Regions from separate parts of the Mus musculus genome. Here all the other regions are linked to region 3. Evidence: chromatin contacts called from public promoter capture Hi-C data. All regions are on one chromosome and are shown on one strand. Each heading gives the region's core, a stretch centred on a gene start, on an enhancer-like site or on the middle of the called end of the contact. The rest is flanking DNA. Distances are from core to core; before and after follow the strand shown.

Region 1 (3,527 bases), core at 153-2,652, 3.6 Mb before region 3:
TTTTAAAAAATGCTCAAAGAAAACCACATGAGACAGGAAGTCTACAAAAATACCACTGAGTTCGTTTTGCGTTGGCCATCTATTTACTGGGGCATAGGGCCTACCCTGAAGGTGGTTTAATATACTCAGTGAGACGCCACTGGCGAAGCAAGCCGGTACCCATTGCGGACAGACTTGGTTAGGGATAGGAGCCAGTATCTTAAAGGTAATCTTTCCACAAGTTAATTTGTATTGTAAGAAGTGAGAATTGAACCCAGAGCCTTCCATACTCTAGCATAGTATCTTACACTGAACACAAAGACTCCCGTAGCTATAACTCCTAACCCCAGTTAGGCGAGTTGAGAAGCACTGTCATAGTGAATCAGCTTTGAAATACAGCATACTTTAAAGGCAGTTTCCTCTCTCCTCCTGTTCTCCAGTGGGGCCAGCAGCTGGAGAGTCTAAGTTTTTACTACAGAAAGATGGTACAGATGTGTCCCTACCCCACACAGTCCTCCAAGGTCTGCAGGGAGATGCCCTGGTTTTATACCACAGGAGACTTGGCTTCTAGGACCCACGGTTTCCAGGCTGGCTCTCTGTGGTGCTTCCACAGGTATCTCTGCCACCAGAAAGGGCAGTAGAAATGCCAACTCCTCCAGCCATGGAGGAACAAACAGGAACTGAGTGGAGGCGGCTGCCCAAGGCACACAAAGGTTGCTCACCATTTCCTAAGAGAGGTGGCTCTTTACTGGACTGAACTGCCAGTAAAAAGAAGTTTTGGCTCAGAAGTTCCGGGTTTGCTTTAAAAAAATACCGTTTTAACCACTTTCAAGAGGGAGTTGGATGCGAAAATTAAATGAATAAAGGAAGTCATGCCGGGTGATTAATGATCATAATTATTTCCGCTTCTTTGGTCTGTCAGTGTGAAATGCTGTCAGCCCACGATTAATCATCATGATACAACACTACCTTTTAATTGTTGGGGGTCTCCCACGCAAACATCTGTGCAATCTCATAAAAACTGCCTACTTTTGAGTTTTGACTTGTACAACTAGGGTGTCCCCGCCGGGGAGGGCTGGATCCCGCGACCCGCTCACCTGCACCCCGGGCCCGCTCACCTGCGCGCCTGCGCAGCACACAAGCAAGGGGCACCGGGGCACTGGGACCCCGATCCTGCCCTGTCCCCTCCCGGCGCCCCAAGACATAGTGCAAACCAGTCAGTACCGGCGGGCGGGTGTCCAGCTTTGGTCTCCAGCTTTCCTTCTGGAGGCGAAGACATGGCGCCGCTGGTTTTCGGAGGGGCGACGGCAGCCGCGGGGTGGGCGTCAGTGCGCGCGCGAGGACTCGGGGGAAGGCGTGAGGCGCGCGCTGCTCGGGAACGCGCACTGCCGCCCCGGGCAGGGGGGCGTGGCTCCAAACGGCTGCGTGGCACGGTCCCGCCCACCCGAACTCTGTGAGCCGCCTCGCCTCGCCCCGCCCGTCCTTGTGGAGCATGCGCAGCGGCCAGCGCCACGTACGACTCCAAGGCTATTGTATGGGAAGGATGACAGGGCGCGTGTGTACGTGAAGGGCGGGGCGGCCCTGCGACCAGCGAGGGGCTGGACCCGTGGTGCGTGTTCACTAGCCAAGCTGTCACTGAGGGAAGCGTAGCCTGCTGGTGGTTCGAGACCCCAGCGCGGGGTTTCGTTCAGAGATGGCAGCTCCTGGCTCCTTGGCTCACTTTGCAGCAAAACTTATCCGTTACTCTCTAGAACTCGCAGCTCTGCAAGATCAGCAGTCTTCTATCTTTAGAAAAGGGCCTGCCACCATCCCTTCCAGGCTGCACACGGATCTTAGACGACCCAGCTATTAAAAGAGGCAGGGTGCCACACCTCTCTACTCCTTCCTTACTCTCAGAACCTCTTGACTGATCTCTCAGAACCTCTCCCTGACCCCAGGCTGCCAAATCCGAAGGTCACTTGTCCAGTGCCTTTGATCTCGTAGGAGCACTGCAGACAGCTCTGGATGTTCTTTAGCTTTAGGGACGCCATGTCTCTGCCTTGTCCAGACCACCGTGGCTGCCATTCGGCTTGGCAAGCTTCTCTGTAGACTTGTAAATATTTGTATCTCCCGTGCATCATCCTTGGCCCTCTTCCCTACACGTTCCTGGGGTGCTTTCCACTGTAATGATGTTGGCGTCTGAGTAATTCATAAATTACTCAGAATTATTTAGCTCGCGGTTCTCAAGAGGCAAGTGGTTTGCAGGCTTGCATAGAAACAATTTCTTAGTCGAGGAGGTTTGAAGCCCTTGTGGCCATCAAATGCAACCTGTAGCACATACAACCCACAAGGCTTTTTTCGTGACAGGGCCTGGCAAACTAGCAGCTCATTGCTTATGGCTCCTTGACCCATATTGGTTGTTCTGATCCTTCTTTAGTGGGACAGGCCAGTTCTTCTGGTCTTGGCATCTGCTATTCCCATCACTGAGCACTGATTCCTCCAGATATCTACATGACTGACTCCTTCCTATAGTACAACCAGCTTGTGAAGTCAGCTGACCTGTGGGATCTGAGAATGTAGCCAAGGTGCCCGGCTCATGTTTCTGTTCATGTTTTTTACTGCCTCCATGCGATCAACCTCATCTGGCCGTCCTTATTTCTCTCTGCTCATTTACTGGAATTCTCCATGGACTGGACTGTCAGCTCCATGGAAGGAGAAGCCTGGTATATGGTTTTCACTTATATTCCAGGCCCTTAGCCATGGCAATCGCAAAAGACCCATATAATCCTGGAACAGAGAGGCAATGGGTCTCCTACAATGTTGTCTTAACAGAGAGCAACAAATGGGGCCTACACAGAAAATGGAGTGGATGCTTAGGATATAATAGTATATTCATTCACTTTCACTTGTGGAGGAGGCATGTGGGTGGGTGTGGGCATGTCCAGCCCAGTCTGTCACAGGTACAGTCTACATGTTGAGTACCACTCTGGGAGCATTCTATGCACTGGTGTCTACCGAACAGATTCTAGTAATGTTGACTGGTGTTAATTGAATCTTAAATGGTTCTAGGGATGAGAGAGGATAATTCATTTTTAACAAGAACATACACAGAGAAAGAGATAGAGAGAGGGGAAGGGGGAGCGGGAGGGGGAGGAGGTGAAAGAGTCATTTCAGTCTGGTGAATGTGAGCTGGGCCCAGATACCAGGTTTCTCAGCCCAGCAGCATTTCCTCCTAGTGCTGGCTGACTTCTGGGTAAGGGTTTTGGAGGACATTTCCTACTTTTCTCTAAGTAGGCTGTTTTCTAAACAGAATCTGGAAAGAGTGAAGAAGTCACAGAAGGTGCGAATTCTCCCTGCCATTGTCTGTTTTGAACCTTAGTGACGTCATTGAGCCCTGTGGTTTCCCTATCTGCAAGAAAGACATCGGAGGGCAGAGGGCTGTGCCACCCCCCCCCCCCCGGGGATGTTAGCTTCTCAGCACTCCCACAAACACCTGCAGTAACTTGCCTGAAAAGGAGAGATTCGGAGGCAGCGTACTTCAGTTTTCCACAGCTTCCCTTGCAGGAGCC
Region 2 (3,496 bases), core at 100-2,599, 3.9 Mb before region 3:
AGAAGGAAGGTTAGAGGGAAAGGGGGATGTAGACCTTTTTGACTACTCCTGATCATTAGGGGCATTGAGTTTCTTGAGATCAGTCCAATCTTCCACAACAGGGCATCTCCAACGTCTCATTAAGCAACAGCAACAGGAGCAGCAGGAACCAAAAACCTCCTCCTCCTCTTCTGCTTCCTCCTTCTCTTCTGCCTCCTCCTCCTCTCCCCACTTCTTCTTCCTCAAAGCACCTCCCACTGCTCTGGAGACTGCCATTTAGATCACTCCCCTCCTAGAGTACGAGACAATCATAGTTAACGGTTGTGGCCCATCTGAAGCAGCCCCATATCCCACACCTGGGGTTAAAACAAAAACAGTCACATAACTTTTTTTTTTTTTTTTTTTTTTTGGTTTTTTGAGACAGGGTTTCTCTGTGTAGCCCTGTAGTCCCGGCTGTCCCGGAACTCACTCTGTAGATCAGACTGGCCTCCAACTCAGAAATCCACCTGCCTCTGCCTCCCAAGTGCTGGGATTAAGGGCATGCACCACCTCTGCCCGGCCAAAATTCCGTTTCTTGAATCTACTTTCCGTTATGTGCACGTTTAAGCATCCGGGTTGGAAACACTTTTCTTCTAATCTGTACTATCTTATTTAGAGAAAGCTCTAAGGATTATGTGAGGAAGGTGGCCTACTGATGCGAGCAGGTCTGAGTCTTTCATCATTCTTTCATCAGCCATTTAGTTCTGGCCAGGTAAGCTTCCCTTAATTGTGTCGCCATCTGAACCCATTTCCCTTAGAGGTAGATTCAATGTTGGCTTTCAGCTGTGAAGACGTGGTCTTTCCACTCAATTGCATAAGCCTCCCCAGGAGAGATTCTGATAACCTGGATGCTCGTCTTTTTCCATCTTAGGGATGCTTCTGTAATTCTTTCAGACGTGCCTCAGAACCACTCAAGAGCGGAACCAAAAATGCTCGTTCCGGGGCCGACTCTGAACGCCCCGGGAGTGGCGGTCGGGTACCCCAAGCTGGGACCCTTTGTCCCCCACACCCGCTCCGGCGGGCGGGCGGGCGTGCGCGCCGGGCTCGCTCCCGCCGCTCCGCGTTCCTTTTGTCCCGGAACGCGCCCGCGCCGCCGCCGCCGCAGCCGCCCCTCCGCGAGGTGCCTGCCGCCTGCCTCTAGGTTTTCAGTCTCCATCCCGCGCGCAGCCTTCGCCACCAGTCAGGCCGTGTTTCGCACCCCGCCCCCGCCTCCGCGAGCCCGGCGCGAGCGCGAGCGAAGGCGCGCGCCGGATGTGACGCGCAGCGCTCCGGCGCCCCGCCTTTTCCGCCGCGCGCCCCGCCCAGGCCCGTCGCTCGGCCGCGCGCCCCTCCCCCCTCCCCGGCGCTCGCTTTCTGTCAGTCGCTGTCCCTGTCCCCCTCGCCCGCGACCGGCTTCCTCTCGCACCCGAGCGCACGCACTTGCCCGGCCCGCGTCCTCTTCCTCCTCCACTCCTCCCGCCCGCCCGCCCGCCTTTCCCTTCGGGCCCCGAGGCTCTGCCGGGTCGCGGGCGCCTCGCGGCTGCGTCACCGCCGCCCCCCAGACAAGATGGACACCGCCGAGGAAGGTGAGGCGGCGGCGCCCGCGCCCTTGCAGCGGCGCCCGCGCTCCAGTCGGGCCGAGGCGCTCGCGGCGGATCCCGCGGGCAGTTTGCTTGCCCGGCGGGCGGGCGGGCGGGCGGGCGGGCGAGCGCGCGGCTCGAGCTGGTCCTCCAGCGGGCTCGGATCGGAAGGTGACCCTCTGCGCGCCCCCCGCCGGTTCCCGCGGGCGACGAGGACTCAGCCTCGGCTGGGACACTGGGGTGCCAGGACTTCGGTGTCCGAGACGTGGGGTGCCGGGACGTGGGACATCCCGGACGTGGGGGTGTCGCGACGTGGGGTGCTCGAGACATGGGGATGTCGGGAAGTGGGGCGCTGGAGACCATAGGGTGCCCGAGGCGTGGGGCTGCCGGGGACTTGACGGTGTGGAAGATCGGGGCCCCGGCCACCGCCATCCCGCGGTCCGCGGAGGAGGGGGCCGCAGTGCGAAGTCCGGGGGCGTTTCCACTCCCCTCCCCCACTCGTTTTTCCCCCCTCCGTGTTCGAGTCTGTTTGCTGTTGTCCTGTAGGCCCAACCTCTGCCACACAACTTCTTTGTTGACTTTGAAACTTCGCGGAAAATACCCCGCGAGGTGACGACTGCTGAGTGGACTGAACTGACCCCTGCTGCAAAATCTTGCTCTCTGTTTGCCTTACCCTAACTGCACTGACCAGACCCGAGAGGGGACGGTTTCTAGAGACTATTGGAGGAGGGAAAGGCGAATATTTAGGTTTCTTCTAAATCCTTGTCACCACAAAGCAAGGGTTTGTTTGTTTTGTTTGTGGACGTGTACTTTGGATGCGGTTGTTTTGAATTAGCAGAGAACACGAAAGAAAAGCAGCCACATGGGTGTAGAAAGCAGCCGCTTACCTGACGTTGTGGCAAAGTGTTTTAAAGCAGTTTTTAGAGGCACTGATGTATTAGTGAGTCTGTAGAGGAAATTATTGATCATGTACTTACTAGTGCAGATACTTACTGTTTAGATATATTCTTGTTCGAATGAGCGTTCTTTTCAACCTCAGGCTTTATTTTACCGACTTTACATGCAATCGAACCATCAAGCACTTGTATTGAAGTCATTAGAGTAATAAAAAGTTTAGTAATAATGTGATGAGTTGATTTTTTTTAAAAAAAAGTATTGTTTACAAAATATGCACAGGAGGATTGATTCACTTTGACGTTCCCGACAGCCCTGCGGGGTGGATGTGTGTTACCTTTCGTGGCTGTGGAAATGTAGGCTTATTTAATAGCTTGGTTAAGGTTCACACGGGTGGTAAGAAACAGTTGACCCTATTTTCATTGTTTGTCGCTGCCACTTCATTATGCTACAGTACGGTTCTATTCAATGAGTGAAGCTAGTTGCCATTGCAGAACTTTGGGAAAGAAACTGTTGAGGATTAACAATCGCCCAGGTTGATCTTGTGTTTACATCTCTGTAGGTTTCACAGCCGTTTATATTCAGTGCCTGTCTTTGTTTTGTTTGGTTTTTGAAATGAGTTCTCCATACTCCTCTGTTTCAGCATCTTGTACTACCATGCCTGGCTTTGATTCGAGTTTGTTTGTATTTTGCTCATATGTATTTAATCGTTGTTAAATGCCATGTGTGCTGGGACTCAAAACCTGGTCCTCTGTAAGAACAAGTGCTCTCAACTACACATAATCTCCTTTGATTTAAGTTTTAATGACTAAATCTAGCATCTGTATTACTTGGCTTTGCACTGACATATTATATGAAAACCTGATTTTTTTCCACCTGGGCAGTTAGTACTTCACAGATTTATGAAATGACCACAGGTATTAGTAACTCAGGAATTGAGAAACTGAGTGTGATGTCATGAAGGAAATGGTACTTCTAGTGCTTGAAGGTACTTTTTTTTTATTGGGATAAGATATAAGTGATGT
Region 3 (3,228 bases), core at 73-2,572:
TGTTCTTTCTATAGTTTATCCTCTTATGTTCCCACCTCCCCGAGTTTATCTTTACAGGTTCTTTACAAAGAACATAGCCCTCCCCTGAAAGAAAGTAAGATAGTTTAGTCTGGAGCCAAGGAAATATGAGGCACAATGGTCCAGGAACACAGATTTGACTTATTCCAAATAGTCTCCATATGCTCCAGCCTAATGGCTTCCTTGCTTTTTTGTTTGTTTGTTTGTTTTTTTAAATAGTAACAGAACAAATCAAACATTAAGTCAAAGGTCTTTCTAAAACGCATCAGGTAGATGGTAGAAATGTTTGTTAAATGTTTGTTATGTGATCTGATGTTATTCTGGCCGTAAGTCTGTAGATCCCAATGATTTACCTAAAAGCTATAATGAGGTTGGCAATAAATGGCTATTAAGGAGAACTGAAGATCGCCCAAGACTGTGCAGCTTACTCCTAATCGGTAATATTCTAGCTCTCCATAATCAAGGACGTTTTAATCACCCAATCAGCCTTGGGGATGTTTAACACTAGTGTGCTCCCCTCACCTCTGAACATCAGTTTAGTCCTATGCTTTAATATTTAACTGCAGGCAAAAATGATCTTTCATAAATGGCCTTATAGAGAGAACACGGAAAAGACGAAGCTCAAGCTTATCAATCTAAACTTGGCTTTTTATGATCTGACTTCCAATCTTACTTTTCGGTTCTGCCCCTGAACCTATCTGCAGGCTTCCGAAATGTCCCTGCCTCGCTATTGCTCCATACTCGGGTTCTGCCTCAAGGCTGGAGCCATGCCTACTAACTCACCCACTCTCCCCGGCTTCTGCGCCTCCACGGTCATACCTTGGAAATCTGTTAATGTCAGCCCTTTACTCTTACTCTTAAATCGATCACATGAAGCAATCTAATTCAAGATGGCACAGAATGTTGTGCTTGCTCAACTACGACCCCACAGCCGAGGTCAAGGCCACGTGGGCTCCAGAGGCCGCGCTGGCACTGAGGAACGGTGCCAGCAGAACTTTTAGGGGACCAAGGATGAAGTTCTGTACCGAGGTAAGTACTACCCGGCATCCTAACTCTCTCAACTCCACACCGCCCAGCCGCGTGTCCTGCCCAGCCTCCAACATCCCCCAACACCACCTACTGAGCCCGGACATGCGCAGTGGGCACACGGCGCGGGCCGCTCCAGGCTCCGCGGCTCAAATCCGCTCTGCGCAGGCGTCCTCCCTCCATTCCCAGCCCCGCCCGTTCCAGGTCCCCTAGCCTCTCGCCACGCCCCCTTGCTGCAGGTCAAAGGTCGCGGGGCGGGCCACAGTGACGCTTACGGAAGCGCTCTGCGGACCTCGCGGGGTGCGGGGCAGCGCAGCCACGGCTCCGGACGGCGGGACGGCAGGGCCCGGCGTGGCCGCGGATGAGTCGGGGAACCATGCCCCAGCCCGGAGCGTGGCCCGGTGCAAGCTGCGCCGAGACGCCGGCGCGCGAGGCCGGGGCCGCGGCGCGGGACGGCGGGAAGGTGACGGCCGGCGCGCAGCCCCGGGCCGCGACGCGATGCCCGGCCGAGCAGTGAGTGAGCGGGGCGGGCGTGGGAGCGGGCGCGGGCGCGGGGCTGCGTGGGTTCCCTCGGTTTCAGGTCGGCTACCCAGACCGAGCAGTAGAGAGTCGGGAGTGTGGACCCTGTCACAGCTCGGTCACCCAGGCCGCCACACTCCCGCTTTGACAACTGTCCAATCCTGAAGTTAGGGAAAGCGCTAGGAATTTGGGAAAGAAATCCAGAGAGGCCCCTTTAATGATCCACTGACTCCCTGTAGCTCTTTTCCCCTAACCTAGCTCGGAGGAAGTGAGTTCGCCCCAGTAACAGCCACAGAATTGTCCTGCGATGTCACCACTTGAAGAGTTTCCCACCTGTTGGACAGACTTTGGCCACAGGCTGGCCCTCTCCGTTTTACCCCGTCAGACCCTGGCTAGGTATTCCTACCACTCTTTGCTTTTACACACACACACACACACACACACACACACAGGCACACAGTTTTAGAGCAGTTCCTTATTGACTGTGAAGAAAAACAGTAAGTTAGAAGCGATTTCACTGTGCAGGGTTTGGAGGTGTCTACTGAGTTCGTGGCACAGTTCTAGATGTCTTTGGACTTAGAAAATCAAAAGCTCCGACAGTCAGTTTTCTTATGATCCAAAAGTTAAAGCATAAGGTGTGTCTAGATGGACCTTTAGAGCTCTTTCAATTTCCTAAGAAGGGGTCTTTTGAAGCCTTGTTAAGGAAGACGGGATATAATAGCAGCTCAGTTGTGAGGTGCTTTGCGGTGGGCTTTGACCGCTTTCGTTTATTGAGCGCCCGAGTGTGATGGTAATTATTCCTGTAATGAGCTAGTGGTAACAGGAAAGGTATAGAGTGGGAAGCCTTAACCTTCTCTAAGAGCTAGGCTGCCAATTAGCGTTAGTGACATTGTCTGTTAGCTTTGGGACTTGGGGAGCTTTTAGCTCTTTATTTGGGTCAGCATTATCTAAGCTTCAGCCATAGTTGCTGTAGTCAATGAATCTAGATAGCCTGGTTTTTTTAAATGAAATGTCCTGATTCTTAAGTAGGGACACTTATTTTTCTTTCTATTGAGCTCCTTTATATTACAGGGCCATGTTTGAGTTGGTCTAGTCTGTGGTTGCCAGGTTGAAACTGTCTAGGTTAGAGATGTCTCTTTCCTCTGCTCTTCCTCTGCTTCCTGACGGCTCTGCCTTTCAGCCTGCTTTCCTAGTCCATTCCTTTCCTGGATGCCCAGCCTTTTAAGCCCTGCACCTCAGTCTTACCCTAGCAGTTTCACATGCCTTGAAAGATACCTGAGCCTTTGAGGCCAGAACCACATTCTCCAACGTACACACAGTTGTTTGGAAGGTTTTCTGGTGTGGTGGTTCTCACGAACACCTTGGGGAACGGACCTCAAAGGGAAGGAGTCTTCACACTGCTGTTAGTCTTAAAGCTGAAACCTGGGTTTGTCATCTCACTCTTGAGGAAACAGGTGCGGATTGTGTTGTTAGGCAGGGAGAAACAGGTAGGAGATTTTAAGACCATGGTTCTTGACACCTCCCCCCCCCCCCCCAACTCCCTACCCCTTACCCCCTTCTTCTTGACCTCCTCAGCAACACTGGACAGAGAGGCATGGCTTATAACCACGCCTATGTTTGTAATTTGAATGTTATTAGCTGTTTCTTTTTTTCCTTACTGCCTGT
Region 4 (3,575 bases), core at 16-2,515, 3.8 Mb before region 3:
GGCCCCTCTGCATCACTTTATGTTGTTTAGCCATTGCGTTGGGTTTTTTTATTTTGTTTTGTTTTCTTTAATCTCCTTTGCTTATACAACCGTGCCTAAGACTTTCTTTCGGCTCGTTCATTTATGCTTTAGGATGTACTTGGAGGAGGAAGGAGCTTCTTGCTCAGGAACCACACCCATTTTGCTTAGGTGGCCATTTCCTTGCCATAGTGTATCTGGTAAAGCAGACACTTCCGTATGTATTCAGTGGATTCCACACAACGGGGCATGGATGCTGAAATTAAAAAAAAAAAAAAAGTGAAGTATTTGGACTGGTAACAGAATGAAAAGCAAACATTCACACTACAGATACTGTACAAACGAACTAATAGTAACTTATGTAGGGAAAAAAAAGGTCAATGTAGGCTAGGCTCACTTTTTTTTTTTTTTTTTTTTTAGATACAACAGCAAAATATAATTCACTTAAGAAAACAAAAGCTGAATTGTCACAATTTATACCTGAGACTTTTAAGAATAAAAGGAACAGACACCTGCACACCCAGATTGTTTTACAATCTTTTCCGCTTCACCAGTCATGTGGTGGTGGTGGTGGTGGTGGTGGTGGTGGTGGTGGTGGTGGTGGTGGTGGTGGTGGTGGTGGTGGTGTGGGTGGGAACAGACTTGTTGCTTCTTGAAGCGCTAAATGTTGCCCAGGCTGGTCTCCAATTCCCAGCTCAAATGAACCCCAGCCTTGCGAGTCTCGCAGTCCCCACATCAGATTTTAACTCTGTTGGTTTTACCCGATTGTGTTGTTTTTCTTTGGAGACCATGATAGAGGTTTTAATAAAAGTTAACCTACCAAGCTACATAATAGGCATTATTATTTACTCCTTATGCCTATCCCCCCCCTTAGGATAAATATTGCTAAGTCGTTAGAAAATCCTGTAGTCCCCAGATAAACGCTCATTTCTGTCAACAGTGTCTGAGAGTCCTTGTTTTCCCATTCTATTAACTAAATGTTTTTTTGCCAAGCTGCTTTGGTTTGGAAATGTGTATTCATACAGTGGGTGTGTGGACCAAATGGAGTCACACGCCAAGCCGAGACCCTGGTCGAGACCTCTTGGGGTTCGGATTAGCGCAACCTCCGCGTTTTAGGAAAACAAGCTGTTTTATGGCGCTCTCCGCTCTGTGGTCACTCGTTGGTCACAGAGGCCAGCCGGACGTCCGCCCCTTGTTTGCTGAGGCTGTGCGCATGCGCAGCTCGGGTTGCCTGGAGACCGCACGCCACAATCGCGTGCTCTATCCGCTCTGGGCGGTTGGGCCTCAGTTTCCTGAGGGGGCGGAGCAGTCCCTCCCCGCCGCCCGCTGCGCTGACCCTGCCTCTCCTCCCCGCAGCACAACGTCCCAGGCCGCCGCGGTCTCCCCAGAACGATGCCGCTGCCCGACACCATGTTCTGCGCGCAGCAGATCCACATCCCCCCGGAGCTGCCGGACATCCTCAAGCAGTTCACCAAGGCTGCCATCCGTACGCAGCCGGCGGACGTGCTGCAGTGGTCGGCGGGGTAAGGCCGGCCAGGGAACCTCACCCCGTTACCGAGTACAGACGCCGACGTTGTGGGTGTAGACTAACAAAGCTTGCACACCAACCGCGGGGCAAAAAGTGGCTCCGCTGAGTTTAAAAAAAAAAAAAAATCAGTTACAGGGATGTTATAAATGAAACCGCCCAGAACAACTGAATTATGCCCCCACCCACCCCCAAATGAGGCAGAGGTATGTGAAAGCTGCCACCTGAGAAAATTGTCCAGCACAGCTCACAGCTAGCGAACCTTCACACTCTAGAAACAAGGACAGGAACCCTTTCAAGGGCCTGACCATTATAATCTTAACACTCATTCTTTCGGTTTTACAAGAGAACTGTGCCACTTTTTAAATCACGAGAATAACTATTTTTAGCCAAAATTTGCTAACTTTCTCTGAACTATATTAGCTAAGGTGGTTTCGTTACTTTTGGCTGTTTTAACAACTCGACTTTTAAAAAACGACAGCTCTGGAGGTAAAAGCAACAAAACATCTGGAGCAGGCAACAGGCGTTTGGGGTGGCTGCTTCCATATCAGACTCGGCTGTTGGAACTTCCTGGCCCTTCTACAATCCGTGGGTTCTCTTCTGCCTTCCTCTCCTGAGGAGTCCTGTGATACATTTAGGAGCCATACCGTTTCTTCAGGATAGTTTCCCCCATCTAAAGTCCTTAATTGTGCAAAGACGCTTGCCATGTAGAGTACCTCTCACGGGGCTTCAGGGGACAGGACCTGGATGTCTTACTTAGCTCCGTCAGGGTCACCTGTGAGCCCAGCGGTCCCTTTGTCAGTTCTCTCAATAACCCCTCAGCGATATTACATATGCTCGAGCCTTAGAGAGAAGGGCTAGGGTGTCTTTATGAAAGTTTATTTGCACTTCAAGTCTCCGCCCCTATTGGCACATTTATTAATACTACAGAGAGAGTTTTTTTGAAGCCTTACACAAGAAATCCCTGATTCATTAGACTGCCGATGAGGGAACAACTATGAATAGGTGTGAATCCACCAAGCCACAGCATTGTAACCGGGGCCTGGACTTTTAGGTCAACAGTTCTGCATCTGTTTCTCTCGTGGCTGTCCGCACCACTCCTTAGCTCATTAACGAAACCACAGAGAGGAGCACAAAAGTCTTAGTAGTTATAGGTGGAGTTGACCCTAAAGGGTGAAGAGAGAGGGGGTTGCCTTTAATCTATTCAGTCTTCACTATCCATGTCCATCTATCTATGTTTCAGATTTAGATGGTTTCTGATAACTCATAGACATACCTGGTGCCCTGGTGCTTAATTTCATGTTCATCTTCCTGGCTACAAGTTCTTTGACTGTGGCTTAAGACCTTGCCTGGCACAAGGCCTCGTGCTGGCCAAATCCGAAGGGAATTCACTCAAGTTGTTGCCCCAAGCCATTTCTGTGCCTCCTTAACCTCCAGCTCACACATTTTCAGATTCCTAGAATGGAACTTTTTGGGGGGGGTGGGGGTGGGGGGTAGACCCAGGCAGAACTGGGAAAGATGGAAAGTGGGAAGCCTTTGTGTGTCTGCACCACTTAGAGGTGAATGTGTCGAGGTGTTTAATGCCAATTACCTCAGAAAGCAGCTGTTGAAAAAGGAATGACCTTAGGGCATGGGGTGCTGGAGAGATGGGTCTCAGTTAGCAGTATTTGCTTGCTTTCCCAATAGACCTGAATTGAGCTTCTAGCACCCATGTCACACAGCTCACAACCAGCAGTGGCTCCTGTCCCAGGGCCATTCACCTGTACCTACCCACACTCCTGTGTGTGTGTGTTACACATGCACACACATTTAAAAATAAAAATATTTTAAAACAATGAAAAACTTAGCATCAGACTCTGCTTTCTCTGTCTACATTTAGAAAGCACTCGGAGGAAGGAAACATGAGAGCCAAAGGGGAGATGAACACAGTTCAGTGAGGCTCTCTCTCCTGGCTCCCATGCAGGCTTTCTGTCACTTGATGCTTCCAGGACCCTCAAATAGCAATCAGCATGTCTGCTTTGCAGGCAGAGAA

What was found. Promoter capture Hi-C pulls out the DNA fragments that hold promoters and counts their contacts.
Region 1: a contact with region 3 is called in a promoter capture Hi-C map of pre-B cells. The contact joins the promoter of Dap here to the promoter of Otulin in region 3. A contact is called at or near these places in 3 of 39 promoter capture datasets (liver and pre-B cells).
Region 2: a promoter capture Hi-C map of pre-B cells shows a contact between it and region 3. The contact joins the promoter of Marchf6 here to the promoter of Otulin in region 3. A contact is called at or near these places in 3 of 39 promoter capture datasets (the HPC-7 cell line, hematopoietic stem and progenitor cells and pre-B cells).
Region 4: a contact with region 3 is called in a promoter capture Hi-C map of pre-B cells. The contact joins the promoter of Ropn1l here to the promoter of Otulin in region 3.

Annotation. Positions count from the first base shown.
Region 1 is chr15:31,222,260-31,225,786 of GRCm38.p6, reverse strand. It overlaps Dap (death-associated protein), which reads right to left and starts at 1,402. Exons shown (of 4, transcript NM_146057.3): 1 at 1,204-1,402. The coding sequence starts at 1,258.
Region 2 is chr15:31,528,890-31,532,385 of GRCm38.p6, reverse strand. Marchf6 (membrane associated ring-CH-type finger 6) reads left to right here and starts at 1,349. Exons shown (of 26, transcript NM_172606.2): 1 at 1,349-1,583. The coding sequence starts at 1,565. Gm41287 (a long non-coding RNA gene) reads right to left here and starts at 1,282. Exons shown (of 3, transcript XR_875101.3): 1 at 449-1,282; 2 at 1-271.
Region 3 is chr15:27,628,787-27,632,014 of GRCm38.p6, reverse strand. Otulin (OTU deubiquitinase with linear linkage specificity) reads left to right here and starts at 1,322. Exons shown (of 7, transcript NM_001013792.2): 1 at 1,322-1,557. The coding sequence starts at 1,406.
Region 4 is chr15:31,451,379-31,454,953 of GRCm38.p6, reverse strand. Ropn1l (ropporin 1-like) reads left to right here and starts at 1,265. Exons shown (of 5, transcript NM_145852.2): 1 at 1,265-1,541. The coding sequence starts at 1,411. Gm49208 (a long non-coding RNA gene) reads right to left here and starts at 1,283. Exons shown (of 2, transcript XR_003951491.1): 1 at 1,042-1,283; 2 at 1-274.